2 separate regions of the Rattus norvegicus genome follow, and region 2 is linked to region 1. A link is a contact called in public Hi-C data. All regions are on one chromosome and are shown on one strand. The core of a region is the stretch at or near the end of the contact, and the rest is flanking DNA. Distances in the headings are between cores, read along the strand shown. Region 1 overlaps Ptprg (protein tyrosine phosphatase, receptor type, G). Region 2 overlaps Ptprg (protein tyrosine phosphatase, receptor type, G).

Region 1 (6,689 bases), core at 2,167-4,666:
TTTTTGGGGGTGTTTTTGTTTGTTTGTTTGTTTGTTTTTCCTGTCTGATCTGCTGTGGAGACTCTGAAACAGTAAGAGACCTTTCTCCTCATGTCAGGTTTCTGGAAAGTTCCCTGCATTAAAGGGGTCCTGAGCTGAGCTGGGGTGATGTGCCACCCTCTGTGTGCATGCGTCAGCCCCTCTCCACCCTGGCCTGGCTTCTGTCACTATGGGTAGGATGTGCAATAGTTAATTAAGCCTGTGTGTGCCAAAGTGCTATGTGTGAGCAGTCCGTGTTTCACATTGATCCACAGTTGGCCCGCTGCCTCAAGTGGAAGACCTGAGTGGAGATCCCTGGAGTAGCCATTTACTCTGACAGCTTAAGACACTTGGGGGTCGCACTATCGGAGCAGGTCCCAGTACCTCATCTAAATCCCCAAATGAGAAGGGCCAGGGGAGACTTAGATTGGCTTTTGGAACCTCTGAGAAAATATCCTTGACGTTGATGTGAAATCAGAGGACCTCGGGTGCCCGGTTAGGAGCCTCTTCGTTATTTAACGAAAGCAGGGCTCATAATTAAAGGTGGTTCAGAGGAAAAGCAAGAACTCTCCGTGCTGCCAGGGAATGTCATGCTACATGTCTGTGAGGAGCAATCAGGCCCCAGCGAGCATGGAATCAGGCCCCTGGAAGGGAGGGGCTGATGTCAAAGCCATCCCCCGGGGCCGTTTGTTTAGCGAGCAGGGTGTGGCGCCTCCTGCACAGTTAAAAGGCTTTGATTTTATACAAAAGGATGTGTCAAAATGTCCCAGATGACAGGGTTTGCAGTGGCCGCCACTAGGGAAGGAAGGATGTGGAAAATAGGCGTCTGCCCCTGCACTCCCAGACTGGAGGGTCAGGCTCTGCATGAGGAGACTATGTAAGGGCAACAGGGTGTGGTGGGAACTGTGCTAAAGATGAACTACCCATAGTTAAAGGAGATCCTTGCCCTGCTGTTCTAGCCGATCCGATTTAAACATCCAGACTTACAAGCAAAAGCTATTGGGCCTGAATGTCCCGGGGGCCTGAGGCCCACAGCCCGTACTTTATTTACACTGTGCCTGTTAGGTTCACCCCCAACCCTATGAGGAAGCCATTTCATACAGCAGCCCATCATACAGATGAGAAGGTAAGAGGCCACCAAGATCCCAAGTCCCACACTTGGATACATCAGCTTTCTAAAAACCCTCCCGTCAAACTGTGCACCCTTCCTGATTTCTTTTCTTGCTGGGCTTGAAAGGAAGGCCTTGATCGATGCCATGGTTTCCAACTGCACACACAAGCAGAACCTTTGGCACAGGCACAAGCGGGCCTCTCGCTCGTTCTCCAGCCTGGAGTAGCACTTGCTGCTTCTGGAGACCGGATGTGTTTCCTGAGTCACACACATCCCCTTGCTCTGAGGGGCAACGTAGAGAATGTAGACAGAAGTCCCTGAATGTGGTGACGGCAGGAGTGAGCTGGGTAGCCCTGACTGTACAGATGGGGTCTTTCTCAACGGAGTGAAGGGGGAAAATCGTTTCTAAGAATGATATCTATGGTGATGATACACAAGGTGCAGGTGATCAGTGGTGTGGTCCCTCCCTGGAGGTCAAAGCGACAGGGAGGTGAGGAGGTGAAATGGAAGGGGCAGAGGGCCTATGTGATATTGGAGGCAGATCACTCGCTGGAGGAGAGCTGGCAGATACTGGTGACTGAGGACCAAGGTGGAAGCCTGGAAGGTTGGAAATGGAAGGAGTCCATACTACAGGCCTGTGGACCAGGGAATGGCCAAGGATCTTAAACCAGCACCATCAACTTGCTTCCTGTTCAAAAGCACATGCATGTCAGCCACTCCTGTAGACTCAGGCAGCGTACAGGACACAACCAAAGAGGTACCAGCCACATCTTACTCCAGTCAGGGAGGCTGATTGCTCCAGATAGTCAATGAAGCAGCAGTGTGATTTGGGGTGAGCGCCATGAAGGGTCTCCGCTCTGTGGAGAAGCTGCCTATAAGCTGTGCTCAGGGGTTGGATTCTGTGCCGAGAATACAAACACGCTTGTTCCTTTTCATCTTCAAAACCTCACCCACCACCAAATTCTGTACAACATGAACTGAGATGTTCCTATCTTTAAGCAATACAAAAACGGTCAGAGTTCGAGGCCCACAGGGACCTCTGAGATTTACCATCGGTGTAAGTTCTGGTCACAGCCACCCTCGGCCACAAGCTCACCACCTCTGCAGCTTTGTGCTTTGAAAGCAAAAGAGACTGCATGACTTTCAAAGCCCAAAATATTTCCTGTGTGCACTTTTTTATTGATACAAATGCCAAACTCTCCTGACACAGTGTTCCACACAGCCCTTTCTCACGTTATCCCCATTGTTCAGAAACCCACTGTCCAGGAAGATGAGAAAAAGCTTAGAAGCAGAACAAGAAGAGATTTCTCTCATATTGGACTTCCCAACTTGGGGCTCACGTGAGGAGGGCTGCTCGCTCCACCTCGTGCTACCTGTAGCCTGGTCTGGGCATCTGAGGCAAGCATGTGTCTTGGGTGACCACTTAGTTGCAGTCCTCTCCCCCAGCAAGTGGTCCTGTCCCCTGAGACCTTAACTCAGCAATTGCCACTCAAAGCAATGGCATCTAACACTATTATAGACATGGCCTCCCGACTCCATCATTAACTTACCTACAGACCTTATGCCTCTATTGTTCTTGTTGGCTTGTTTGGGGTTTTGGTTTATTTGTGTTTGAGGCAGGGTCTCACTGTGTTGCTCAGATTTAAGAACCTCTTTCCTCTGGCTGCCATGTCCCGCCCACTTTCATTTTATTTTTTTCCACATCAAATTATATGTAATCCTACTTCACACATATAGGAAGAGGTAGATTGTACATCAGACGTGGGATCCTAGAATGTTTGCGACTGTTGTCTACGGTCACGGCAACATTTAGGGTCAATCTCTTTAACTCCCTTCTTGCCTTCTGAATGAATCATCTTTCTCTGCATAGAAAAGCCCAGCCATTTTCATTTCAAAAATAAATAAATAAATAAATAAATAAATAAATAAATAAATAAATAAGGATGGTGCATCTGCATGTGGGTGCTAAGATTATTTATGTGGTTGTGATGTAACTGCTGGGGAGATGTGTCCCTCAGAGCCACCACTGATGGCGGCAGGGGAGGAAAATACAAGGAAAATAAGGACATGGTAGGAAGTGAGAGAGGTGGACGTTAGGTCATCGTCGCAGAGTAAAGAATACTGCTGATATATAAAACTGCTCCTCCACCACCACCACCACCAGTGTTAAAAAGGACGGAGCTGTGGATCTTTGCTGACTTTTTTCTCTGTCCCTTTTTGCTGTCTGGAGAAACAGAAACCTAGCAAATTAGACTATTTAAAAACGGTACCTTGTCGCCCCCTAGTGTCTCTCTTCTGTCATGTCACGTTTGGGCATTCCAACAGTCTTCACAGTCTTTGTTTGAAGCCCCTGCTCTGAAGGCAAACGCGGGGCAGCTTGATCAGGGGTGCTCTGAAGGGCAAGGTGCATGCCTCACCAAATCCCCCGTCATTCACGTGAAGCACATCTCTCCTACAGACGCAAAGGAGCCTCGTGCCAGGCACGGCCGCTGTGCCTCCTCCATGGCTGCAACCTCAGAGGCTCTCTGCAGAAGTGTGCCCAGAGGCTCCAGAGACTGCCTTAGGTTTGGGAGTTTGGGTCCGGAAAAGAGGCGTGTGACCCTTTCGGGCTTCCGGAAGGTTCCGTGCTGTTCCCGACCGGCTGCACCCGTGAGCTCGCCTGTCACTTAGCTCCTGTGCCTCATGGCGGCAGCTGTTCTTTCACTCCCCGCTCATAAGTGCCTCCCACTACCTGATATCTCAGTTTCCCACTCTGTTTGTTCTAGAGGTTGCCATCGTCCCAGTCCAGTCCCTGGCTTAGTGTGCAGCACCCACCTTGGGAGTCTTTGTCAGAACAACCTCATCTTGGCACTCTGGACTAACTTTTCTAGTGGTTCCCAGAAGCTTCAGATATAAAGGACAGAACTTTTAACCCAGCCTCCAGGCTTCCCCATCTCCCTATTTTGGTCCCATCATGGTCCTGTACAGACTCTGGAATATTACTCCGGTGTCCCTTCCTCTGCCTCCACTTCTTCCCCAACCTCTACCCAAGTAGACTTGGCTCAGCTCTCAATTGAAAGAACCTTCCTCGGGTTGGGGATGTAGCTCAGTGGTAGAGCGCTTGCCTAGCAAGCGCAAGGTCCTGGGTTCGGTCCCCAGCTCAAAAAAAAAAAAAAAGGAAAGAACCTTCCTCAAGGGAGTCAGCCCCAGCAGGGTCAGATCCTTCTTCCAAGTGCTTCTACAGGATGTGAGTTTCTCTTTCCCAACATCTGTTCCGTCCTTGTGTTCAGTATCAGCCTCGCACGGGTGGTTCCTTCCAAACTCTGCATTTCTCTTTGGAGACTGAGGAAAACGGGCCCTGCAGAGACATTTGCTCGTGTCTAGAGACAGGTTTGGCTGTCACAGAGAAGATGTGGGGGTTGGGGGGAGGGCACGCTTGACCACACGGACAAACATTTGCCACACTGCAGGCTAATCTGGAGTCCTCAATACTGTGGTGAGTTGGCCCTGGACAGATGTGGCTCTATTGTGTCTCCTAAAGCTTCTGAATTACAGGGATGGAAAGCCAGATTAACCTGACCGTCCCTTACTCCCCAGTCAGGGTGGCCACCCGGGAGGAAGCCATCCTTTCTATACCCACAGACCTCCAGTCAAATGTTGTGGCTTCTTCAAAGGGTCAGTCATGAAGAAAAATCGAAGGAGGAAGCTTTATCAGTACAGAGTCATGTGAGAAGGGTAGCAGCTATAGGTCATCTTTAAAAAAAAAAGGGACAAATTTGAAATGGATGTTGTAGGAGAATCCTATAGAGTCAGCAGGTGTTTTCTTAAGTAGGATCATGGGTGATGAGGCTAGATGAGAGAATGTTCTAATTCTGAAAAGTTGCAGGCCTGAGTGTTTAGAGCTGAAGTAACAGAGTATCTACCTGACTAAAATGTAGGGGGCAGAGCACAGCTAAGCTTGCTGACACAGGACTGCAATCTCAAGATTTAGAGCATTAAGGCGGTAGTACCATAACTTTAGGGCTAGCCTGGGCTATGTAGCAAGATTATGTCTCAGAGAATAAAAAGAGATCTGGGAAGATGGCCAAGTTAGCACTGGGAAGACGGCTCAGTTAGCAAAGTGCTTGCCTTGCAATCACGAGGACCTGGGTTTGATCTCCAGAACCCTTACTTAAAAATAGAAGAAATGCCAGGTGTAAAAGGAAACCCCTGAGCATGACCTCAGCACGGAGTAGGCAACCTCCCCTTGGGAAGTTCCAGGCCAGTGGCTAAGTCCTGAGAAATGACATCCACCATTACCAGCCTCCTCCACACTTTAACACCTGTGGATGCATGCTAATGTGCACACGCACACAGGAAGTGGGTGGATAAATAGACGAAGAGAGGAAGGAGAGCTGGTGTGGCACAGCGCTCCTAGGCCTCGAATGGCCAGGGGTGGGTGCCTACCACAGAACCACTTCCTGAGGTCAAAGGGCACACACGTGTGTGGCAAGTGGTGTTGACGCCCTTTAACCTTACCTGTGTCTTCAGTTTGCAGCTCTCCGCCCATCCACATGAAGGTGCAGCCTCTGAACCAGACAGCCCTGCAGGTGTCCTGGAGCCAGCCAGAAACCATCTACCACCCGCCCATCATGAATTACATGATCTCCTATAGCTGGACCAAGAATGAGGATGAGAAGGAGAAGACGTTTACAAAAGACAGTGACAAGGACTTGGTAAGGCCCCCTTGGCCTGAGTCTGGGAGCGTATTCCTCTGGCAGTACCTGGGAAGCATATTTCCTCCTGGGGGGGGGGGAGGCTATGAGGAAGAGATTCCTGAAAGCTGGCAGGCCAGCTAGCCTGGACAAGATTGTGTCTCAAGCAAGAGAGAAAGCAAGGGCTGCACCTGATAGTTGTCCTCTTACTTGTGATGTGGCATGCGGACACTCATGCTCACACACTTTTCTCTCTCTCTCTCTCTCCCTCCCTCCCTCTCTCCCTCCCTATCACTCTCTCCCTCTCTCCCTCCCTCCCTCCCTCTCTCCCTCCCTATCACTCTCTCCCTCTCTCTCTCCCTCCCTCCCTCTCTCCCTCTCCCTCCCTCTCTCTCTCTCTTCTTCCTTTCTCTCTCTCTCTCTCTCTCTCTCTCTCTCTCTCTCTCTCACACACACACACACACACACACACACACACACACAAAGAGAGAGAGAAGGAGAGAGAGGAGAGAGAGAGAGAGAGAGAGAGAGAGAGAAGGAGAGGGAGATCTTGCTTCTCGCTCATTACAAACAAGCCCCTTTCTTCTGATCAGGTTGCTACAGTATTACATGTTATGAGAACACTGTGCAAGTGTTACCTCTTACACTTACCCCACCTCTCCTGCCGCCCCCACATCTTTCCCGCCACAACCATGCCTGCTGCTGTCCACAGTCCCCATCACCCCTTTTTGTCTCACGTGTCCGTATACATTGCCTCCTAGACTCCCGGGCTGTTGTAGATGCCGTGACATAGCTGCCCTCAGTTCGACTACACAGACTCTGTGTCGGGTTAACATCTCTGCTTAGGATTTACCTAAGTGTCTCTCATCAGACCCCCAGTGCAGCCT
Region 2 (7,580 bases), core at 2,689-5,188, 390 kb before region 1:
CGTCCAGCAAGATTCATGTGGTGTAGGGAATTGCTGCTGCTTGCAGGGTCTAGTGAGTGGCCGGGTGTTCAGTGCTTTGTGGGCAGTGAGCCTCGTGGACCATTCCAGAACTCCGCTGTGAAGTGTCAAGGGCATGAATCTCAGTCTGATCATGGTGAGAAGTCTACCTCTTCTGCCGTATGGGGCCATGAAAGATGGCGTCTACAGCAGAGAGGTGGGGACTGTTTTTATTATCATTGTTTGACTTCAAGGCCCCTGATGATTCTTTCAGGTGTCAACTCTTTACTGTAGGGGGTCATTCGGAGATAATGTCTATGTTAGTATCGCTGACCCTGAAGGACCCTGAAGAGTAACCTGGCTCTATGTAGCACCGTGAGAAAAAATGATAGATGCTCAGTTGTAAATCTTTCAAATCACTATAGGGCTGAGAAGGGAATAGCAGCTTCTTGGGATCACCTTTAGGAGGGGAAGTAGAAAAGGGAAGAGCTGAGAATGGTTCATGAAAGGCTAGCACCGTCCAGCTTTTCGTCAAGTTTTAGCTTCTTCATATTTGATGAGGTATACATATATATACACATGCTCATGAACATGCTCATACACATGCACAAACACATATACAAGCTCACACACATACACATGCTCGTGCACATGCTCACACACATGCACATCATACACATGATCATACACATGAACATGCTCATACACATGCAGAAACACATATACAAGCTCACACACATACACATGCTCATGCACATGCTCATACACATGCACATCATATACATACAGATACACATGTGCATGCACATGCTCATGCTCATACACATGCACATACACATGTACATACACAGCAGCAGCTACAGGTAGCTCCTGAAGTATATTCCTCATTTCCATACAGATCAGCAAGAGCCTCACCATAATGGGTCTAAGTGAACGTTAGGTTATCTATCCAGGCCTTAATGCCCTCAGCTTCCTCCATGGCAGGGTGCTGTTTCTCTCCTAGCCCTCACGTACAAGTTTGAGTTCAAAGGTTGAATTCATTCAGTCCCTGTCTCTGGAGCTGACTTCATTTTTTTCTTTTCTCTTTAGAAAGTAAAATTTTGTTACCTATGGCAGCCACTTGCAGAGTAGGTTAAGCATACTGTAGTATAATATATTTATCCTGACCTCCACTGTAGACTTCCAGGTGTGCCTGCGGGACTCCGGGGAGCTTGAGAAGGGGAGAGATCACTCGGATGCCAGGATGCCAGGATAGCCCACTCAGGAGTGTGGATGCTAGGACCCTGTCAAAATTTTGTCACTCTGGTTCCCATTGTGTGTTGACTGTGCCTGTCTCTCCATGTTCCTCGTAGCTAGAGTTCAAGTCTAGAAGCTGTTGATGATGAAGGCCGTGGGAACTACACTCCTCTCCCCAGAGGGATGTTAATCTTATTTTAGTTTTCCCTACCCCCCGCCTCTGGATTCTTTCTTAGTCCTATAATTATTTTAGAAAAAATTCAGTCCTATTGAAAAGAGAGTTCATTTTCGAAGATGATTTTTGCATTAAGTTTTCTGAGATTTATGAGTCCAGCCTCGTGATATCAGTGACGAAAGGAAGTACAGCCTGGTTTTGAAAAGGAAGCTCAGTTCCTACCAGATCCATTGTTTAGCATGATGATTACACAAGAATGTTTTGTAATTAAAAATAATAATGAAATAAATATTGACTATCAAAACATGTGCTAGAAAGCAGAGACTGCAAAACTACATTCTTTTTTTTTTTGTTTTTTGTTTTAAAGTTGGGATTAAGCCTAGTTAGGATCCTCTGTGTGGTGGTCAGACAATCACCATTGAGATGTATATCTCCAGCCCTCTTTTTACTCTTTGATTTCAGACAAATCTTTCTTTTAAGTTGTCAAGGTTGCTCTTGCAGTCTTCCTGCCTTGCTGGCTAAGTAGCTGGGATTAAAGGTTGTTACCACCAGAACTGGCTTCCCCTGTTTTGAAAGTTGGTTGTTCTCAGGGGAATGAATGCTATGTCATGGTCTTGAACCTCTATTTCCTTTTGATTTCTTCATGTACATGATGATCTCCTTACACCAAATTATTTAGACGTTTTCCTCACGGAGAAATTGCCCCAATACATACATTTTTATTTAAATCATATACTTAAATTTAGCTTCAAATGAGCTCTGCCCTTTGTTGATTATGCTGCATATTGTATGAAGAGCATTTAAAGTATCTTTCTATTCATAGGCGGACAGTTAAATTATTTAGTAAACTGGGCTATGGTATGGAAGGTGGGAAACCTCCATGTTCACTCTTCACACATGCACTGCAGTGTACCAGGGAAGACTTAAGATGCAAGTTAAGGAGATAACGTGATGCATTTTGAGATCGCATTAAGGAAGGAAAGATATTTATGCCTCCGGAGGACAGGAAATATAATGGTAAGAATTGTATTAATTGATTTTAGATTTTGTCTGTAAAATAGTGGTCACAGATATATATTTATTAGCATTTCTGTTTATGGTTTTAGAATTTGACAGAGACAGAGTTATTAATTTAAAAACCCAACAATCTCCACGTTTATCACTCCCAAACCCGGATTTATCTCGCTGCAGCTTACAGGTGTGATGTATGCCTTTCGAAGGGGGATGTTTTAATGCAGGAATTAATTTCAGATGCTGGGAAGCTTTTACAGCTACTGTAACTGTTAGTTTCTCAGGCTTAAAAAGCTTTATTGGTTTATTGGTGTTAGCCTCTGGACTACAGTTTCTTTATGTGAACACAGTTTCATCAGTACGGCATTAAGACCTCTCTGACCATCCCAGGGCTAGGTCTCAGTGAAGGAAGGGCTAAATGAAGGTCCGTCCCTAGGATCCGAGTGCAGAATAGCAGCAAAGTAGGTTATTTTGTTTTGTTTTATGGGAGGTGGGTTCTCTGGCCAAGGAAGACAGGAAAATGTCAAGATGCAGACGCTAATGTCTTTTTACATCAGAAGTAATCAGTGTCTTCAGGATTTAGAAATGCACATTTACCAATCTCTTAAATATTCCTTTGGGAAGGGAAGGGTACAGGAAAAGGTGTATGGTGGGAATAGAGGTAGGAGATGGCTTCTCATGAGATCACCATGTATCTGAGGTGATACGTGATTTCCTGACAGCTTTAGGGAGCTGTGCTGGGTCTTGTGGATTGTAACAGTTGGGAGCTTCCTGAGACCCCCTAAGCTACTCTGACCCAGCAGAAGGGAGGAGCCACGCCCAAGAACGGCCAAGGTATTTTCCTCTTCTTCCTCTTAAAGGAAATGGAACACAGTGCTGGAATACCAGTTAGTTCCCTGTGCTAAAAAACGGAATGCATGTTTCAGAAAACACGCATGTATATATTTAGTAGAAACGACAACTTTTTACATTTACAGATGTGAGTTGAACCTGAGCTGAGAGAGCAGTGATTCCTATGAGAGTGTGGGGTGGCTGCATTTCATGCAGAGTTCAGAAATAACAGAATTCTCACTTGTCAATGATCAGAGGAAGGGAAGAAATCTCTGAAGAACACAGTTTGTCATAACAAGCAGTCAGATCTGGCATGGCTGGGCTGTGGTCGTGAGGGGTCGTGAGGGTGTCAGGGAAGAATATGTTTGGAGATTTAATTTTTAAGAGGGAAATCAATGTGCTTAGGGGATATGAGGAAGAAACGTGGAGATGAGGCTCTCTCACTGGCCTTTGTTCTGAGTGTGAAGAATAGTGCAGACTCAAGTGGACAGTCAGACGTATTTCCAGATATTCCCACAAGAGGCAGAATTACCCTTAGTTGAGAGTCATTACTCCGTGACAAGTCTGAACCAGGAATAGGGCTGGGAAGATGGCTTAGTGCATAAAGTATCCACTGACAACAGCCTTGAGGACCTGAGGTTAACTCCCTGGGACAGGACTCCTGTAAAGGAGCATGTGACCACGTGGTTCGGTAACCCCAGCACTGCAAGCATAGATGTGAGGATCCCGGGACACTGGGAAGCTGTACTGGCTTAGTCAGCTGCCTTCAGGATCAGAGAGAGTCCCTGTCTCAGAAAATAAAAGTGGGAACAGTTGAGCAAGGCTATCAGCACTTACCTCACACAGACGTGAACATAATACACGTGCACACAGAAATAACAATAGGTAACCATAGCGGAGACTGTGGTAAATTTGTTAGGTGTTACACTTACAGTGTGATACTTGACCGGATACATTTTCATTTTTAAAAATCTGAAAAAGATGTATTTTATTCTTAAGTGTGTGTGTGTGGGTGGGGGGATGGGGGGGTTGTGTGTTTGTGCCTGTGCCCGTGAGTGTGGTTACCCAGGGAGGCCATAAGAAAATGGTGTGGGATCTGCTAAAACTGGAGTTACTGTGAGCTGCTATATGGACGGCTGGGACCTGAATCTAGGTCCTTCCTCATCAAGAGCAAGAGGAACTCTGAAGCCCTGAGCTATACCTCCAGTCCCTGACCTGACACTTCTGTAGAGTGATTCTAAAAGGTTCTTATGCTAGTGGGGCAGGCTTTCAGGGCTCTCAGCCATTTGCTATGACAAATATTGTAGCAGTGTGTAGTTAATCTGCTTTGGCTCCCAGTGGGTCACCGTGAGCCCTGCACTCGCCCAAGAACTCTGGATACATGAATGAAAGACACACAGACACACACACACACACACACACACACACACAGACAGACACACACACACACACACACACACACACACACACACACACACACACACCAGCTAATTTTGAAATGCCTCAACTAAGTCAAGGCACTTCTAAACCTCCCCGCACTTAGCACCCACTCCCTTCCGGTATTCCTGGCTTAACTCCTAAATCTATATTTTATCTTTGCTGCCCTGTTACTTCTGAACAGCCCCTACCCACTACATTGTTGGATGGTTTCTCTCCCGCAGCTCTTAAATCTGATCCCTCTGCCTCCGAGTCATGGCGATTCTCTTGTTCTCCCTGGCTCCCTTGCCTGCGCAATCTAAAAGTTCCACGTCCATCTCCCTGCCCAGCCATTGGCTGTACAACAATTCTTTATTATCAGTCAAAGCCAGCTGGGGGCAGGGACCCTCAGCATCTGGACGTGCAGCTTTTGGGAGCTGAATGAAGACAAAGACCCATTTCCAACATCACAGAAAGCCGTATTTTATGTCCCACTGGTTTGTGCTCTGTCAGCACTGAGACGTGGGAATGCCGTTGGTTGTAGTCAATACTGTCAAGGAGAGTCAGGAGAGTTCCAATGAACAGGTACCTGTCGGCCCCACTCTGCACGATTCCACCTCAGGTGAGAATTTCAGAATGAATGACTAGGGTTTTAGACACTATTACTTCAGCAGGACGGTAGTCAACAGACCTGTGTCTCATATGTGTTTACAGAGAGAATGTCAGTCAAAGCAGTGGGCACACATGTAATGTTAATTCCCTGAACATGCAAGGCTACAAGGTATACACATATCTGTTCCATCATGCACGTGAATATAGTTCTTTTCTTAATTGCATAAAGTATTTTCTTCCACATTTCATTCTGAAATGGCTTTGTGAAGGATTTGCAATGGACGATGACTTGAGATTTACACTCAAAAAGGGAAATTGGATTTATTTGGGTGATTATATATAGAATTTTAACTCAGTAATTCTTACACTTATTAAGGAATTCCTGCTGGTTTTTATCTTGTATGTATTTGTGTCTTGCATGCATGAATGTCTATGTATCATGTATGGGCCTAATGCCCAGGGTAGCCAGAAAGGGCACTAGTTCACCTGGAACTGGAGTCACAGATGGCTGTGAATGGTCAAACGGTTGCAGGAAATTGAATGTGGTTCATCTCGAAGAATAGCCAGTGCTTTTAAATACTGAACCATCTCTCCAGGCCCTGAGAATTCCTGTCTTAATGCAATTAACAATCGGCCGTTTAAATCTGGGGGTCAGGGGGTTGGAGGAACTGAAAGGTACCCCCTCACTGTCATTTGATCATGTAGCAATCACCTTCCCTTGCAGATAACTGGGCCTTCTTTGTCACACCTTAGCTTACTTTTGATGTGCGGTGTGGGGTCTTCAATTCTGCCTGGTGGGATCCACCACTCACACCCTCCATGAGAGAGCTCCTCTTCCTGGCTGTGATTTCCGCACACAACATCTCCATTGCTCTTGCTCTTCAGTGGATTCCTCTCTTGTTTCTTCAGGTCTTTTGTTCGTTTGTTTGTTTGTTTGTTTGTTTACTTGCTTGCTTGCTACGGTTGGCAGGGAGTGAAGCTTGGGTTCAATTGAGAGGGATTGAAATCTGTCTCTTCTACACCACATAGAGCGCTTTCCCAAGCAGAACAAGGAGAAAATAAGATGCATGATGATGAAGCTTTGACATTTCCCGAAAATGAAGCTTTCAGTTCCCATAATGTTGACTGGAGGTCAGAGAGCATGCCAAGCCATTCACTCTGTGTTTGCCTCATGCTTGCCCTGACGCCTTAGATGGCAGGACCATCTAAGAGTTTGAGATTTTTCTCCTTTTTTTTTTCTCTCCCTTAAGTTTTGTCTAAAAAACAAATGAACCAACAAAACCTATAGAATTCAAAATTACCTTTCTCTGGTACAGTCCTTTGAGTTTCATGTGTCCCATAGGGTCCAATCTTTCCACGTGACTTCTGGCCACGTGCTTGCTCAGGGTTCAAGACCACTGGATGCCAGCAGCGTATTACTACTTAAGCTTTCGGGACCTTGGTAACTTGCTTTGTTCATAGTTTGATTGCCTCGGAGAGGAGATATGAAGCCAGTACCCCAAAGACTTAATGATGCCTACACAACCCTTGCTCCCCACTTCAGCTTTGCGTGTCCTAGTGACTGTCCTGTGTTTGAAATAGTGATAAACAACAGGAAACAATACTTCTCCCACGTCCTCCCCACCCCCACCCTGGAGTCTCAGTCGCTTTGAGTAGCTTGAGTAGGTATGGACTTCTTGGTGGTTTCAGTAGCCTCTTACATTTCCTCTTAGGGATTCTACAGGTCACCACTAGGGTTGATGCTAGGACTTCAAGGGAAGTTACAGAGCTCAGGTAAGAAGTGAACAAAGAGAGAGTCTTTGGACCTTGTGAACACTTGAGGCACCCATTGAGGAGTTCGGAGCAGACTTCCATACCTTCCCCTCCTCCTAGCTCCAGGTCTTGCACTCTACAGTCAAGTGCTCTACCACTGAGCTACCCTTCCTGGCTCATCAAGTGTCTTGTTTTACTGCCAGCACAGTGATGTGTAGGCTTAGCAAAATGTGTCACTGATTTGCTTAACTGTCGACATCAGCTCTTTAATTTTTGGCTTTATAGCTTCCAAAACATTTTTGTCATTAGCATGCTTTTATCAATCATTGGGAAAGGGGCACCATGATATGTCACCCTGTCTTCCTTCCCAGGGTAGCCATTCTAACATTCCCGCATAACACGCATGCACACAGGCACACACACAGGCATGTTATAGTGTAAAATACCCCCCAGTCAGTTCCTAACAAATCCTTATTTTTAAACAGTGACGTTTTTATCATCACTACAGGCTACTTGAGAATTTTATTACTGAGAAAGTTTTCATTATATC

The links. Hi-C and Micro-C count contacts between places; a contact is called where the count stands out from the background.
Region 2: a Hi-C map of psoas muscle shows a contact between it and region 1, with 4 times the contacts expected there. The contact joins two enhancer-like sites. A contact is called at or near these places in 2 of 12 Hi-C or Micro-C datasets (Schwann cells and psoas muscle).

Annotation. Positions count from the first base shown.
Region 1 is chr15:15,404,603-15,411,291 of GRCr8, reverse strand. It overlaps Ptprg (protein tyrosine phosphatase, receptor type, G), which reads left to right. Exons shown (of 30, transcript NM_134356.2): 9 at 5,639-5,823. Among named protein-coding and RNA genes, the nearest start is that of Cep15, 140 kb to the right of the region's middle. Within about 2 kb of position 3,416, at least 4 of the 93 cell types and tissues checked have an H3K27ac peak or open chromatin away from gene starts, as enhancers often do.
Region 2 is chr15:15,798,554-15,806,133 of GRCr8, reverse strand. The region is part of intron 2 of Ptprg (protein tyrosine phosphatase, receptor type, G); the gene reads left to right. Among named protein-coding and RNA genes, the nearest start is that of Ptprg, 180 kb to the left of the region's middle. Within about 2 kb of position 3,938, at least 2 of the 93 cell types and tissues checked have an H3K27ac peak or open chromatin away from gene starts, as enhancers often do.